2 separate regions of the Cricetulus griseus genome follow, and region 2 is linked to region 1. The links are chromatin contacts, called in public Hi-C maps. All regions are on one chromosome and are shown on one strand. Each heading gives the region's core, a stretch centred on a gene start, on an enhancer-like site or on the middle of the called end of the contact. The rest is flanking DNA. Distances are from core to core; before and after follow the strand shown.

The links. Hi-C and Micro-C count contacts between places; a contact is called where the count stands out from the background.
Region 2: a Hi-C map of the CHO-K1 cell line shows a contact between it and region 1, with 4 times the contacts expected there. The contact joins two enhancer-like sites. A contact is called at or near these places in 2 of 8 Hi-C or Micro-C datasets (the CHL-YN cell line and the CHO-K1 cell line).

The regions. Positions count from the first base shown.
Region 1 is chr4:98,184,402-98,191,239 of CriGri-PICRH-1.0, reverse strand. No RefSeq gene overlaps it. Among named protein-coding and RNA genes, the nearest start is that of Spring1, 37 kb to the right of the region's middle. Within about 2 kb of position 3,574, at least 2 of the 6 cell types and tissues checked have open chromatin away from gene starts, as enhancers often do. A contact at or near this core is called in the CHO-K1 cell line, where this site is marked.
Region 2 is chr4:98,544,739-98,551,576 of CriGri-PICRH-1.0, reverse strand. The region is part of intron 2 of Med13l (mediator of RNA polymerase II transcription subunit 13-like); the gene reads right to left. Among named protein-coding and RNA genes, the nearest start is that of Med13l, 100 kb to the right of the region's middle. Within about 2 kb of position 3,341, at least 1 of the 6 cell types and tissues checked has open chromatin away from gene starts, as enhancers often do. A contact at or near this core is called in the CHO-K1 cell line, where this site is marked.

The DNA of each region.
Region 1 (6,838 bases), core at 2,325-4,824:
AAATGTAACACACCTTTACACAGTTAAAGTAATATCCCACAGCATAAACAAATGTAACACATCTTTGCCTAGTTAAAATAATATTCCACAACAGTTTTGGTTTTGTTTTTTTTTTTGGGGGGGGTGTTGTTGTTGTTTCTTTTCTTTTTCTTTTCTTTCTTTCTTTCTTTTTTTTTTTTTTTTTTGGTTTTATGAGATAGGTTTTCTCTGTGTAACAGCCCTGGCTGTCCTGAAACTCACTTTGTAGACCATGCTGGTCTTGAACTCACAGAGATCCACCAGCCTCTGTCTCCAGAGTCCTGGGATTAAGGGCTCGTGCCACCACACCCAGCTAAATAGGAGTTTTGCCACTTGTAAGTTTTGAAGGAAAGGATTCTTTAAGGAAGGACTAGAAGGCACTTTATTTTTATCTATCTATCTATCTATCTATCTATGTATGTGTCTATCTATCTATCTATCTACTTATTTTTGAGACAGTGTTTCTCTGTATAGCCTTGGCTGTATTGGAACTCACTTTGTAGACCAGGCTGTTCTTTAACTCACAAAGATTTTCCTGCCTCTGCCTCCCCAGTTCTGGGATAAGACACATGCAACACCATGCCTGGTGAGTTTTGCTTTTTCTCTCCTATCACTTATTATGTGTCTTAACTTGTGTATATGTATCATATGAGCTTTGTACCATGATAGAAAACTACATACCCAAGCCAAAATGACACAAAGAATGACTCCCTGTCGGTGAAAAGTGCAAGGCCAATCCCTCCCTGGAGTCTGGTTCTAGCAGCTGGGTGGCTGACAGTCAGCAAAGGAAACTAATGGGTGGTAGAGGCTCCAGGCTTCAATCCCACACAGGGTATTTTTCCCATCCATCACCCATTGGTAGCAGAATCAATATCCACTTAAAAACCTCTGCTGGCCTCCCACTGCCTACAGGAAACTGTCCCAACTCTGTACCACATCATTAAAAGTCCTGTGCAGCCTGCCCCCTCCCTGCCTGTTCACCCCACCCCACCAACTTCATCTGCCTACATTCAAACCATACCAAGCAGGGAGGCCGGGAGAGTGGAGGCTGGCAGACCTGGGAACAGTCTTTCTCCACTTGTGAGCCTGTGACCTTGGTTGGGCAATTCAGCCTCTCCCTGCAACATCTGAGATCTTCATCTGTAAAAGCGGGCTAATGCTACCTGGATGCTGGAGGAGGCAGTGAGATGGCCTATGTTCAAGACCTGCACACTGCACATCCTAGGATACGGTGCCCAGAGGATGCTCTCAACAGCTCTTTGCTTTGGTCTTCTCACTTTTTCTGCTCTTTGCAGATGCCCTTCCTGTGACTCCTAATTTCCTCCCTCATTTTCTGGCCAGCAAACTCCTTGCAGACCCTTCCATGACCACCCACTTTGTGGTTCCCATGGTATAAATTCATTTGTTCACAGTGACAGCCAACACTAGTAATGCTTATGTCCTGTGTTGATCTGCTTCTGGTGGTTCCCAGTGGAGGGGCCATGGCTTCAGGACCACTTGGTATAAACTTGAACTCAGTATAGACCTGAGCAGAGCAGATGTTCAGCTAGTATTTGTTATGTGTGTTTATATGTGTGCTGCTTGCCTGTTTTGTTTTGAGTGGTTTGGTTTTTTGAGACAGGTTAGGTAGCTCGAGATGGTCTCAAATCTGTAATCCCCTGCCTCTGTTTCTGAGTGCTGGATTTACAGACATGGACCACCATGTCCAGCCTTCTGTACTTTTTGCTTTTATTTGGTTTTGCTGAGACTGTTTTTTGTTGCCCAACTGACCTTAAACTCTTTGTTTAATCAAACTCTCTATGTGGCTTTGAACTCTTGATCTTGCTGCCCTCGCCTCTCACATGCGGAGATCACAGGCATGCCCAACTAGTATACATTTTGAATGAATATATTTACCCACACATTCTCAATAAACCTCTGGGCACCTACTTTACTATCTGCATTACAAGAAGATTGGAAGAGAAAAATTAAACACGATTGCAGAGCATGGATGCAGACAGGGGCTGCTCCAGTGCCCACCCACAGGGTTTTTTATCTAAATGAAAGTCACACAGATCTTTGCTCATGTTTTTTCTGAAATGTTCTGCCATTTCTTACATCCAAGCCTTCGGCTCAGTGCACACCTGTTTACATGCAATGTAACCCTTGGGTGCAATAACAGCACCTTCTCTTTCGAATACGATGTTTGCAGATAGAGGCAAGAGGAAGCATTCTGTCTCCAATTACAGATACACAGGCCTCCAGAAAACAGCCAGCATTCTCACGCTCTTCCGGTCTACAAGCCGGAAAATGTCAGGACAGATGCTTCCAAATTCTGAGGAAAAATAAACACACACATGAATGTCTGGTCTCTGAGGACCAGAGTCAGCCTGGAATACACTTTACGGCTGTTGGGGACCTTGGAATGGGATGAAGAAGAAACCGCATGAATTTGACAGCTCTTTTGTACCTAGAGCTTTGCTGGGGTCTCATATCTATTGTTTCATTTCACTTTATTTTGAAATTATTTTAAATATACACTTATCTATGGGGTGGGGAGCAGAGCTCGTGTCCCAGTACTCATTGGTAGCTTGGAGGGAACTTGTGGCAATCCCATCCTCTCCTTCCACTGTGTAGAGTTCCTGAAATCAAATCATCAGGATTGGTACCAAACACCTTTACCTGCTGAGCCATCTGGCCAGCCCTGTTTCACTTTAATATCCATTCAGAGAGGTGGAGAGAAGGAAACTGTGTGTGTGTGTGTGTGTGTGTGTGTGTGTGTGTGTGTGTGTGTGTAAATAGGTATAGCTGGAATTCAAACCCCCATCCAAACTCCATATTCAACCTTTTTTACACTATGCCCTGGAATGCTGGTAGATTGGTCCCTTGGATGCCCATGAGCTTCAAAATGGGTAAAAACAGCTGCCCTATCTCCCCTCCCGAGGCAGGAAGATGCCTGTCCCTAGAGAAGCCAGGAATGCACACAGAGGGAGAGGGGTTAGACTGCCCCCGTGTGTTGGGAGGACCAGCATACACCTGCAACTCTAAGGGCGCATTGGAACCACATCTCTCATCCTGCCAAAGATACCCTAGGCTTCAAGCTAGGTACTTCTTACCAACAGAGACACATATGTCATTCACTCTGCACCCATTCTGAGTTCTAGGAGTGGTGCTGGCCCAGAAATCACAATGCATAAGATGGGGCTGTATGTGGACTAGCCTCCTAAGATGCTGGGCAAGCCACCCGAGCTCCCCACCCAAGTTTCATTTTGAGCCTCTCTGTCAAAAAAAAAACCAACAACAACAACTGTGTTTATAGATTGCCATACAGTGAACCTCTGTGATCCTCAATACATCTGTACCCAGCGTGTTCCCAGGCAAGCGACCGCTGTCCTCACCCTGTTTTTGATAGACAAGAGACCCTCCCATAAGAGCAGGCAGGGAGGGAACTCATGTAATTGATGAAAGGTGTCGTATTGTTGAATCAGATGAAAGATTTTCTGGTCTTTGTTTTGCCAGAGAGACTTTCTACACGTTTCCTTTAATAGGCTTCCCCCGTGGGATGAGTCATCTCCAAAGACTGCAGCCTGCCGCTTCCTGGGAATTTCCCTTCCCTTGGTCAGCCTTAGTTTCTCCTATCTGTAAAACAGGGCCATTCAGCAAGGATTCAAAGGTACATGGAGGCTCTTCAAGGTTTCCAGGACCCTGGATTTGGAGCAACCCTACCAATATCATGTCACCTTCAAAGTGTTACATTGTTAGACAAGCCCTGCCTCTTCACATTGCAGAAAGCCGCTTGCATGTATTGGGCTTGTGCGTGATAGAAATTGGGGTGGTCACCTGTCAAAATCCTCTGCCTTGAGTGGTGCCTATCCCCTCCCTTGTAGCTAGTTATCAATGAAGGGTGTGTGTGCGGGCAGGCACATGCTTGATCAAAAAATAGGCCTCCCCCAGGTTTCTTCCAATATGCAAGCTGTCACAGGTCTCAGGGCAAGATATTATTTCTGATAAATAGAGACGGACAACAGATGATTTCTATATTAATATTACAAAAAAAAAGTGTGCCTCTCCTGCAACTCACCAGAGACAGGAAGGCAGGTGTATGAAGAGTTGGGCTATAGATACAGGGGACTTTGGTCCTGTGAGAGTTGGAGGAACCCCCCCCCCCACACACACACACAAACACACACACCACCACCACCTTGCAGTTCATTCCCCCTCCCCTGACCTCTCCTCCTTCATCTCATGCAGTTCAAAGAAAGGGGGTCTGCATTTTCTTCCTGTTGATGGAGGGTGATTAGCAGTCAGGTGGAGCGCTGCTCGGGGGACAGCACAACAGATTAATTAAATCACTCTGGCTGGCTAAGTGGTGACACTGTGATTTATAGCGCTGCTCACTCAACCAGACAGCCGGGCTTTTCTTGCACACAGAAGGAAGGAGGGCCAAGCTGGCCAGTGGTTACAGATCTCAGGCACTACAAACTTTCAGGGCAAGCATTTTTACCCTTCAGGTGGTGGGCCCCCTGCTGGGCTTGCATCTCTGAGCTAAGAGACCCACAGGAGAAAGGGAGCAGGGAGGAGTGATAGGCTGGCCACACGGTGTGTCTCTGAGGCTCAAAAGATTCAACTGTGGCTCACCCTGAAGAAACAGCCCCCTGCCAGTCCCAGCCTGGTGACTCTGGGCCTTTGTCCCCATTTTTTCCAGGACAGCATTGTCTCCTTAGTGAGATGCCCCACTGTTTCTCTTAGATGTTCTGTAGGCGGCTGCCTCCACTTCCCTGAGGAACTAGGTCACACAGGGTAGTGTGACAACGGTAGATATTCTAAAACATTTAGCAAGAGCTGGTTCTGTGATACTCTATGTGGGAGCGGGGAGCTAGCTCATTTCCACTGTTCATGGACAGAAAAATAAAGACACAGCAGAATCCGGGGCCAGCTCAGCAGTTAAGAAAACTGGCTGTTCTTCTGGAGGACCAAGGTTCAATTCCCAGCACCCCCACATGACAGCGCACAACAGTTTGTAACTCCAGTTTCAAGGGATCTGACATCCTGATACATGCAGGCAAAAACACTAATGCACATGAAATAAAAATAACATTTAAAAATGGAAAGAAAGACAGACACATGGCAGGCTGATTGGCATTGAACGAAAAGAGGAAGGAAGGAAGGAAGATAAGGAAGGAAGGAAGGAAGGAAGGAAGGAAGGAAGGAAGGAAGGAAGGAAGGAAGGAAGGCAGGAAGGAAGAAAAGACACAGCAGAATCCATACAATGGAGTGCTATGCAACCTTTTTTTAAAGGGAGACAATGTGGAGGGTGGGCACATGGACGGACACTGATGAAGTAGTTCAGTCAGCAGGGTGTTTTGCCAAAAGGCTCCAGGTTCAATCCTCAAACCGCAGAAAACCAGGACTGGTGGCAGTAGCCTATAATCCCAGCACTTAGGAGCTGGAGATGGGGGATAAGAAGTTCAAGGACATGTTCACCTACTTAGTGAGTTCAAGGTCAGCCCTGGACATGCTAGTTTCTGCCCCCAAAATAAAATTTTTTTAAATGCTAAAAAAATGAAATTCTGACCTTGATACAAGATGGGTGGACCCTGGGGACATAGTACTAATGGAAAGAGATCATACACAAAAAATTGTGTAATTCCAGTACCTGGGAACCTAGTGTCTTCAAATCACGGGGAGAAAGCAGGGGTGGGGGGAAGATTAGCAGCCAGACAGGAGAGAGGGGAGTGGAGTTAGTGTGTGGTAGGTGACCTATTCTGTGTAAGGTATGACGGTACTGGAGAGGTGGGTGTCGGCTGTGCCACAGTGAAGCTACACAGTACACCTAAAGTAGCTAAAATGACAATATTGTGTATATGCTACTATGCTTTACTGATGACATTTCTTTTTCTTCTAATTAAGTTCTTAATTAGCATATAAAGTAATATGTTTCATTATAACATTTTCAGAAATGTATGGCATTGTATTTTGTTCATATCCAGGCCCTCATGACCCTGCATCTTGACCCCACAGTGGTCCACAATCAGTTTAAATGAAGTGTCTGGTTGGAGGGAGGGTGCACAGGGATACAGAAGGAATGAGGAAGAAGCTGACTATAGGTCTCCTGTGGCTTTTTCCTTAGCCTAGGCATCTCAGAAGCCCCTGAGAAGCCACCGGACCCTTATCTCAACTATGAAGGGAGCCAGAGTGCCATCAAATATTAAAAGGGTAGAGCGACTGGCATAGTTTTCCATATAAATGACACTACTTACATATATGAAGATTGCTTTTAAAATTCAAATATAATTATTTTTTAAAAGGCATCCAGCGAGCTCTGTCTCTCTCCGCACTCTGACACTTCTGGCTGTTGTCATGTTCTAGTGAGGTGCCTGTTGGCAGACAGCCCAAAGCACTTTGTAACATGCCCTCCAGATCCTCAGTGAAAAGTGATCAAAGGGTTGGCAGCGGTGAAGACAGGGCTGAGATCGGCTCCATGAGGGGTGGGGCCAGGCCATTGTCCCTCTTGGTGGGAACAGCTGCTTAGCGGACACTGGCACAGCCTTATTATCACAGGCACGCGGAAGGCTCTGGGTTCTCTGGGGGCCTGCACCTTGCATTTTAGCAGACAACTTGGTAAGGATTCGGTGTCAAACCCTTTTGAAATGTCTCCTTGACACAAGGGTAGAGACAGTGCCTGGGAATCTCATTAGGGTCCCTCCCACCCCACCCCGTCTCCCTCTGCCACGTTCCCCTGACTGCTGCCAGTAGAGCTCATGGGGGCACAAATTGCTCCCTTTCAATCAGCCTAGAGAAACTGCTTTGCAGACATGGTGTGGGTTACCTAGGCAGACCC
Region 2 (6,838 bases), core at 2,092-4,591, 360 kb before region 1:
TTATAAATGCCTAATATCTAAGGGAAAAGGCATGCTTGTTTTGAAATAAGTTATGGGAGGGACCCACAGGAACTCCCAAAGAACCAATGCCCATGAAGTCCTAAAGTTCTTGTTTTTTTTTTTTTTTTCGTAACAATATACTGGGTGGGTAGATAGGAGAAGAGACCAAAAGAGATAATTATACAAAAGAGATCATTTCTTTTAAGTTAAATTAGCTTGATTTAAGATGGGGGGGGAGACAGGCACTTGGGAGGCAGAGGCCGGTAGAATCTTTTTGAGCCTCAAGCCTGTTGGATGTGGTGAGTTAACTAGACTCGTGGGTTTGGGTTCTCATGAATGGAAACCTACAGACTGAGGACAAAGACAATGGTCACTAAGTGTGCAGGAATACCTGTTGGTACTAGACTTTCTCTTCATGAGCCCTACAGACCATTCAGTGATAAATACATTTTAAATCTAGACTCCAAGCTTCCCAGCTAAATATTAATTCTGTATGAATAAAAAATAATAGGAAAACTATTTCATAGGCTATATTTATCGATTTGAACTCTTTTGGTATCAGAAGAAAAAGGCACAAGAAATCAAACAGCTCTATATAGAAAATGAGAGGAAAGTGTCAATCAAAATAAAGAATTCCTAGATGCAAACACTCTCCTCCTGCTATTTTAAGTGTTACAGCCAAATTAAGAATGGCAACAAAGTAAGTGCTGCCGCAGCTACTGGGTACAGACACACACTCTTGGCACAGGGTCACTTCACTGGGGTAGTAAGAAGCTAAACTCAGAATTGGTTTAAAGTGTGTCGCTTAGCTCTCTTAATACCATCCTCATTCAGATAAACTATACAAGTACTAAATGGTTTTTAGAAGAGACTATTCTATAAAGGAAATTTTAAATAGTAATAATCACTGCTTAGCATCCAAACACTCAAAAAATATCAGTTTATAACTTGTCCCAACTTTTAAAACATTGCATCTTGCAGAATTAATATTTAATATTTTTAAAAGGAAGGCCATATAAAAGCTTCCAAGTGTCAATGTGACAAGATATCAAAGTAGCAAACACTCTGGCTTGGAGTTTCCCAGCAGACATTGCTCTGTTCCATAAGCAAAACTGATGATGAAGAAGTACAGGGGAGGGTGGGGAAGAAAGACAGAAAGCAGCACTCAGTTCCTTCATCCATCCTCACCCTGTGCACAGTCTGAAAACCAGAACTGCTTTCAAAGAATACAGGTTCCCTCTAAGCTGTGATACATAGTCCCTTTTATGTATCACACTGCTGCAACAGCTGAAATGAATGTCTAGACATCTGAAACACTTCTTACTCCCCTACTGCTTTTTAACCTCAGGCATCAGAATTACTGAAACCTATTATCCAGAACATTGAGTTCAGCAAGCACATTGGCCACTGCAAAAACTGGAGGGGGAGGGGCACTAGTGGAAAATAGAACTCCTCATTCAGCCACTGAAAAAGGATTTTTTTTTTCAAACCCCACAAATGTAAATAGACTAAAAAGCAAGGCAAAAGAGAGGTCTCACCCTTGTTAGATTTGCTGTAACACAGGGCTAAGGGAACATGATCTAAAGGGAGGCTGAGAATCTGCCCCCTTGTCTTTGTTTTCAATTGTGCTGCTCAATGCATAAAACTGTAGTTAAAAACTGAAACTTTCCAATTCTCACATCTACTCCCTGAGCACTGTACAATAAGCAGACATTGCAATAAGACAGCATTTATCAATTTCACGATGGACTATACCAAATAATACTTAAGAATTTTTGGCATATCTGATTTCTTAAAAAAAATTGACTTAACAAAAAATTGAGTAACAAAGTAGCATAATGTCACATTAATTCTGAAAAATAGCACCATACCCATAAAAAATCCAATTACACACAGTATCACTGACTGATCACCATTTTGCTATTATTGATTGCCTTGTAAAATCTATCTGAAGTCATTAATAACTAAATGGACTTATTTATATCAAACCTAACCCATTCAGCAAGCTGCTCTCTTGAACTGCTCTTGGATGTAGAACATTTGGTTTCACTTAGCAAATTTGTATCAGAAATGCATTTAGCTTTCCACTGTCAATTCATCAGTCAAATAAGGACCAGAGGATAAACTATTAGGGACAGAACACAGACACAGAAATGCCTTTAACATTTGCAAAGTTAAAGGATTGCAACCCTGATAATGCTCAGCAGCCAGAAGATTGGCTGTGACTTGCCATTTTACCAGGCTAACATCTTCCTAAGGAGTCTCTAACAGCATGGGTCCTCTGCCAGTTGTAGGATAACCAGAATTTTAATGAAGGTTTCTGCTCAGCACTGTAGCAGCTGAGACATGACCCATGTTAGCATTTCAATGGATCACAGGACTCACAAAGCCAGTACATTTTCTACTAAAGGAGGTCAGAGAATTAGATTTCTGGATACACAGAGCAAGACCTTCAGAAGACAGCTAGCTGTGCAGAAGAGAGCCCCATGTCACTGTGATCACTCACAATGAAGGAGAAAGCATAAGTGTGGCATTGATTCCCCAAATCCAAGTTCATCCCCCATTCACCACTCTTTTCAAGCATTTTACAGTGATCACTACCATTTTACCTTATGCTCTTAATGTACTCAAAAAAATGTATAAATGGACAAGGGTCTAGAAGGATAGCCCTGGCTAGGAGAGCAGTCATCACCTCATTGTAAACTCCAGACTTCCTTTGTGAGAATATGTTAATTACTTTAATTCTTAAGTAAGGTCAGTGTTAAACAGCTACATGTTCTGAAATTGCAAAGGATTGCCATGAGATATAAATTAAATGTGGGGGTTTTTAAATTTTTGTTTTTGAGCATTCTCACAGTATAGCCAAGGGTAGCCTCAAACTCATGACAATCCTCCTGCTTTAGCTTTCAGACTTCTAGGATTACAGGTGTGAGATACTGTTCCAGGCACCAAGAAATGTTCAATATTAACAAAAAAATGTACATATGGTTGATACATATATGATGTACACACATTATATAGGACACACATACGATATACACACATACGATTCAGTTAAGGCATTTTCACTTAAATCTATCAATGCTTCATATAAACTTCTTTTAAGATGGTGTCATGTTAGTCAAAAACACTCAATCTTTGGGTTTCAATTCTGTTCTCAATTAAAGAGTAAAAAAAATTAAAACTATTTATTCCCTTCCACTCTTCAGAGGCAACCTGCTTTGAAATGTAAACACACATTCTTGCATGCTACTAAAATTCTGACAGGAGAGGTCGCCAAACTGCATCTTACACTAAGGCTCCAACAGTTGTCTGTCACTGCTATCACTGTGAGTAATCCTCCCAGCTGTAACTGTTTGAAATGCAGCTGTCTTCTTGGCATTCTCTCCCAACCCCCACTCAGCTAGCATTTCTGTTCTTGCTGCAATAATCTTACAGGGCATTTTACAGGAGGCTTAGCCCTGGCAGAGGGCACTCTCTGGCGTGACCACGAGAACATGGAAACACGATTCATTAGACACGCCTGGAGTGACAACAATGGTGCCGCTTCTTGCTGCCTTTCATTTCACACATCAGCCTGAGACTAATGCATTCTCGTTACTCAACAAGCACGTTTACAGACAGGGGAAACTGTAATCACCTCTGATTAAGAGACGGCAGATTTCTCCTATATGAGCCGCCAGCCACAGTGACATAGTAATTATTTTGTAACTGACAGGTTAAAACAGCAAATGTAGCAAAAATAACATGGGGGAGGGGAGGGAGCAGAGCAGGAGGAAGAAGAGTGAAGAGGGAAAGAGAGACAGCTTGAACTCCACACAGAAGGTCCTCTGAGACTAAGTCTGCTCTACATGTTCTGTCTCCACCTAAGGGATGGTACTGTGACAGTCTCATTAAGTACACACACCCTAAGGGTTCATTTCTTTGGTCATTTTTTAGCTAATTACTACTGGCCTTTCTTTTTTCTGGTTCTCTCACCAACAGTCTATGATATTGACAGTGGTGTTAAACTCCTTCATCTTCCTTTAATTTTTGCTGTACTTTTTCTCACCGACTTTTACTACAAATAGCTGTTTTCATTTGTAAAACACTGCTCCAACCTTCCTATTTTAATGTAGTTTTTAAAAAGAAAATACTCTTTTGAAGAAAAACAAGATTGCGGAATAATTACATCGGCTCATCACTTGGTCCAGCGTGCAAAAGTTCCAGCTATGAACGCAGAGGCCCTGACAACAAGTGCAGGCCATTCTACTATAGCACTTCCAGGAAGTGAACATCCCTCACACCCATGGGGCTGCACCCTCTGTGAGACCAAGTGTGCATGCTGGCAGCCACGGTTTGTGCAGAGATTGGTAGTTAAGAGAAAAGAATTTGTTAGGTGTGGAAATGAGTATAGTTAAAATAAAATAGTGGAGAGTAGATTTTGAAGATTAACATTGTATATAATTAACATCTTTAAAAAAAGTTTAGTCTTTTCTTAGGCCTTCTATAACATTACTGTAGTTTACATTAAGAATATGCTATAAAGCAAAAAGAATTCACACATGTGAAGAGTGCAGTGAACAAAAAACAGCTCCTGGAAAACAAAGAAAAAGAAGATAAGCAAATAGAAACTTTCAAACAACTTGAGGGGCTGGTGCAACTCAGTGGTTAAGAGCTATTCTTGCAGACAGAGGACCCATGCTGGGTTCCCAGAACCATTTGGTAGTTCACAGCCATCTATAGCTCCCTGACACTCATTAGGTACACATTTATACAATAAATAAATCAAAACAAAATAATAATAATTATAAATTTCAAAAACATTTTTAAAAATGCAATGGAGTGCTAATGAAACAAGCATGGGACCCTGGTTCAATCCCCAGTGCTTGGCCTCCTCCTTCCTCCTCCTTCCTCCCTCTTTCCAAGCACACACACTAAAAAGTTTCACCTTGGAGGGTGAGGGGGTGGCGGTGGGAGTTAAGAGGGTGAGAGAAACCAAACACACCTGTGTTTTGCAATCTAGCAAAATGCTTGAACAACTTTACACTGTTACATTGTTTTAGATATGACCCCACCAGGTCAGAGACTAAAACACCACAGCCTATCTCTAAGGTGCTGTTAAATGACCTTAGACTCAGTGCTATTATATTACCGAGAATCAACCAAGACAACACAGTTTATACTCTATATATTCAAGACTCCTCTTTTACTTTGTCCCTTTGTACTGTATACAACCATGAACCCCCCCCAGAAAAAAAAAAACTAATGTAATCATTTTTACAGGCTTCCTCCCTCTCCCTCCCTCCCTCCCTCCTCCCTCCTCCCTCCTCTCTCCCTCCCCCCCCCCATCTCAGTTTAAATGTATTCTAGCCACCTGAACACTGGGTATTTGGCTTCCATGTGCACTCTGTTCACAATCAAAACTCTTAGCAGAAACCAATTATTATTCTTCACTTTCAAAGGGCAGTGCAGCTCTCCCATTGGGTTAGTCTATTTTCTGTTATCAGAACAAAATGCCTTGAGTCGAATACTTAATGAAGAAAATGGGTTTCCTTAGCTCCTAGATTCTGAGGCAAAGTGCTCCTGACTTCATCATGTCAAGGAGGTAGAGAGGAGGACAAGAAGAGAACAAAAGCCAGAGAGATCACAGTCTTGCTCCTTCACAATGCCTACCTTTCAAGACCCAAGGCCCTGAAACTGCTCTCATGGAAGGGCGCTGCTCATCTAACTACCTCCCACTGGGCCCCAGCACACCTCACCCTACCATATCGAGGTCCACAATCCAACACACGAAAGCTTGACCTACACTCAGAAGATCTAAACCCCAAGGTGCACACATCTTCAAAACAAGCTTGTGGTTTCTCTTCTTTTTTCCTTTCTCTGTGACTCAGGCTGGCCCAAACTCAAAATCCTGCCTCACCTCCACAGTGCTGGGATTATAGGCTCTGTGCAGCCAAGTGTGGCCTCAGTTACAGCTTCATCCATTGTAAATCATGGAGTTGTACAGAGACTGGTCACTGCTTACTGCCCTGACAATGCACCCACAGAGGATACACTTTAAAGATATGAAGAGTATACAAACAGTAGATTTACCAAGCACTGTAATAGCCAGGACCAGAAAAGCAGAAAGTGAGGCAAGCGAGTCCCACTGGTTCTGCACATGCACTGTGAGTCTTTCTGGCTCTGGCTCCACAAGACTGTAACAAGGTGCCCTGTGCTGTCAGTTTTTAGGACAGACCCCAAGGATTTCCACTGTTTCAGGGCTAGTTTCAGACAATTTCACCAAACCCACAACACAAACCAATACTACAGTTAAGCTGGTATTTGATGGGCTAGCCTTTAATCTACCCATTTAAAATGGGGTTTAATGCAGAAAAAAAAAAAAATGCATTCACCAAATGATTAACTCGTATTACCCTGTTAGTCACATGATGAAGTTCTGTCCACTGATGTATAACATGAATTCTTCATTCCATGATTTTAAAACTAGCTATTATAAAGTGCACCAATCAAAAAGTTCCTTATATTTGTGCTATTTTACCTGAACCAATCAGAAAGCTTTTATAAGCTTGCTATAATATTTATTGGAGACCAGATCAGGTTGCTAAATAATTCATTTACTTTGTATACAACTTTCTGTATGTTATAAACCAATTTTTTTAAACTTTAATCAACTGAACTTCCAAAAGAAAAGAACTACATATGGAAGAATCCAACTTGCAAGCACAGTGCTCCCAATATGACTGTGCCTTAACTGCATTGGGCATCAGCCACAGAATGGACAAGCAATAACCACTGTAAGCCCTCAGCTACACATTTACACTAAAACACGCCTCATCTACGGCTGTTCTTCACT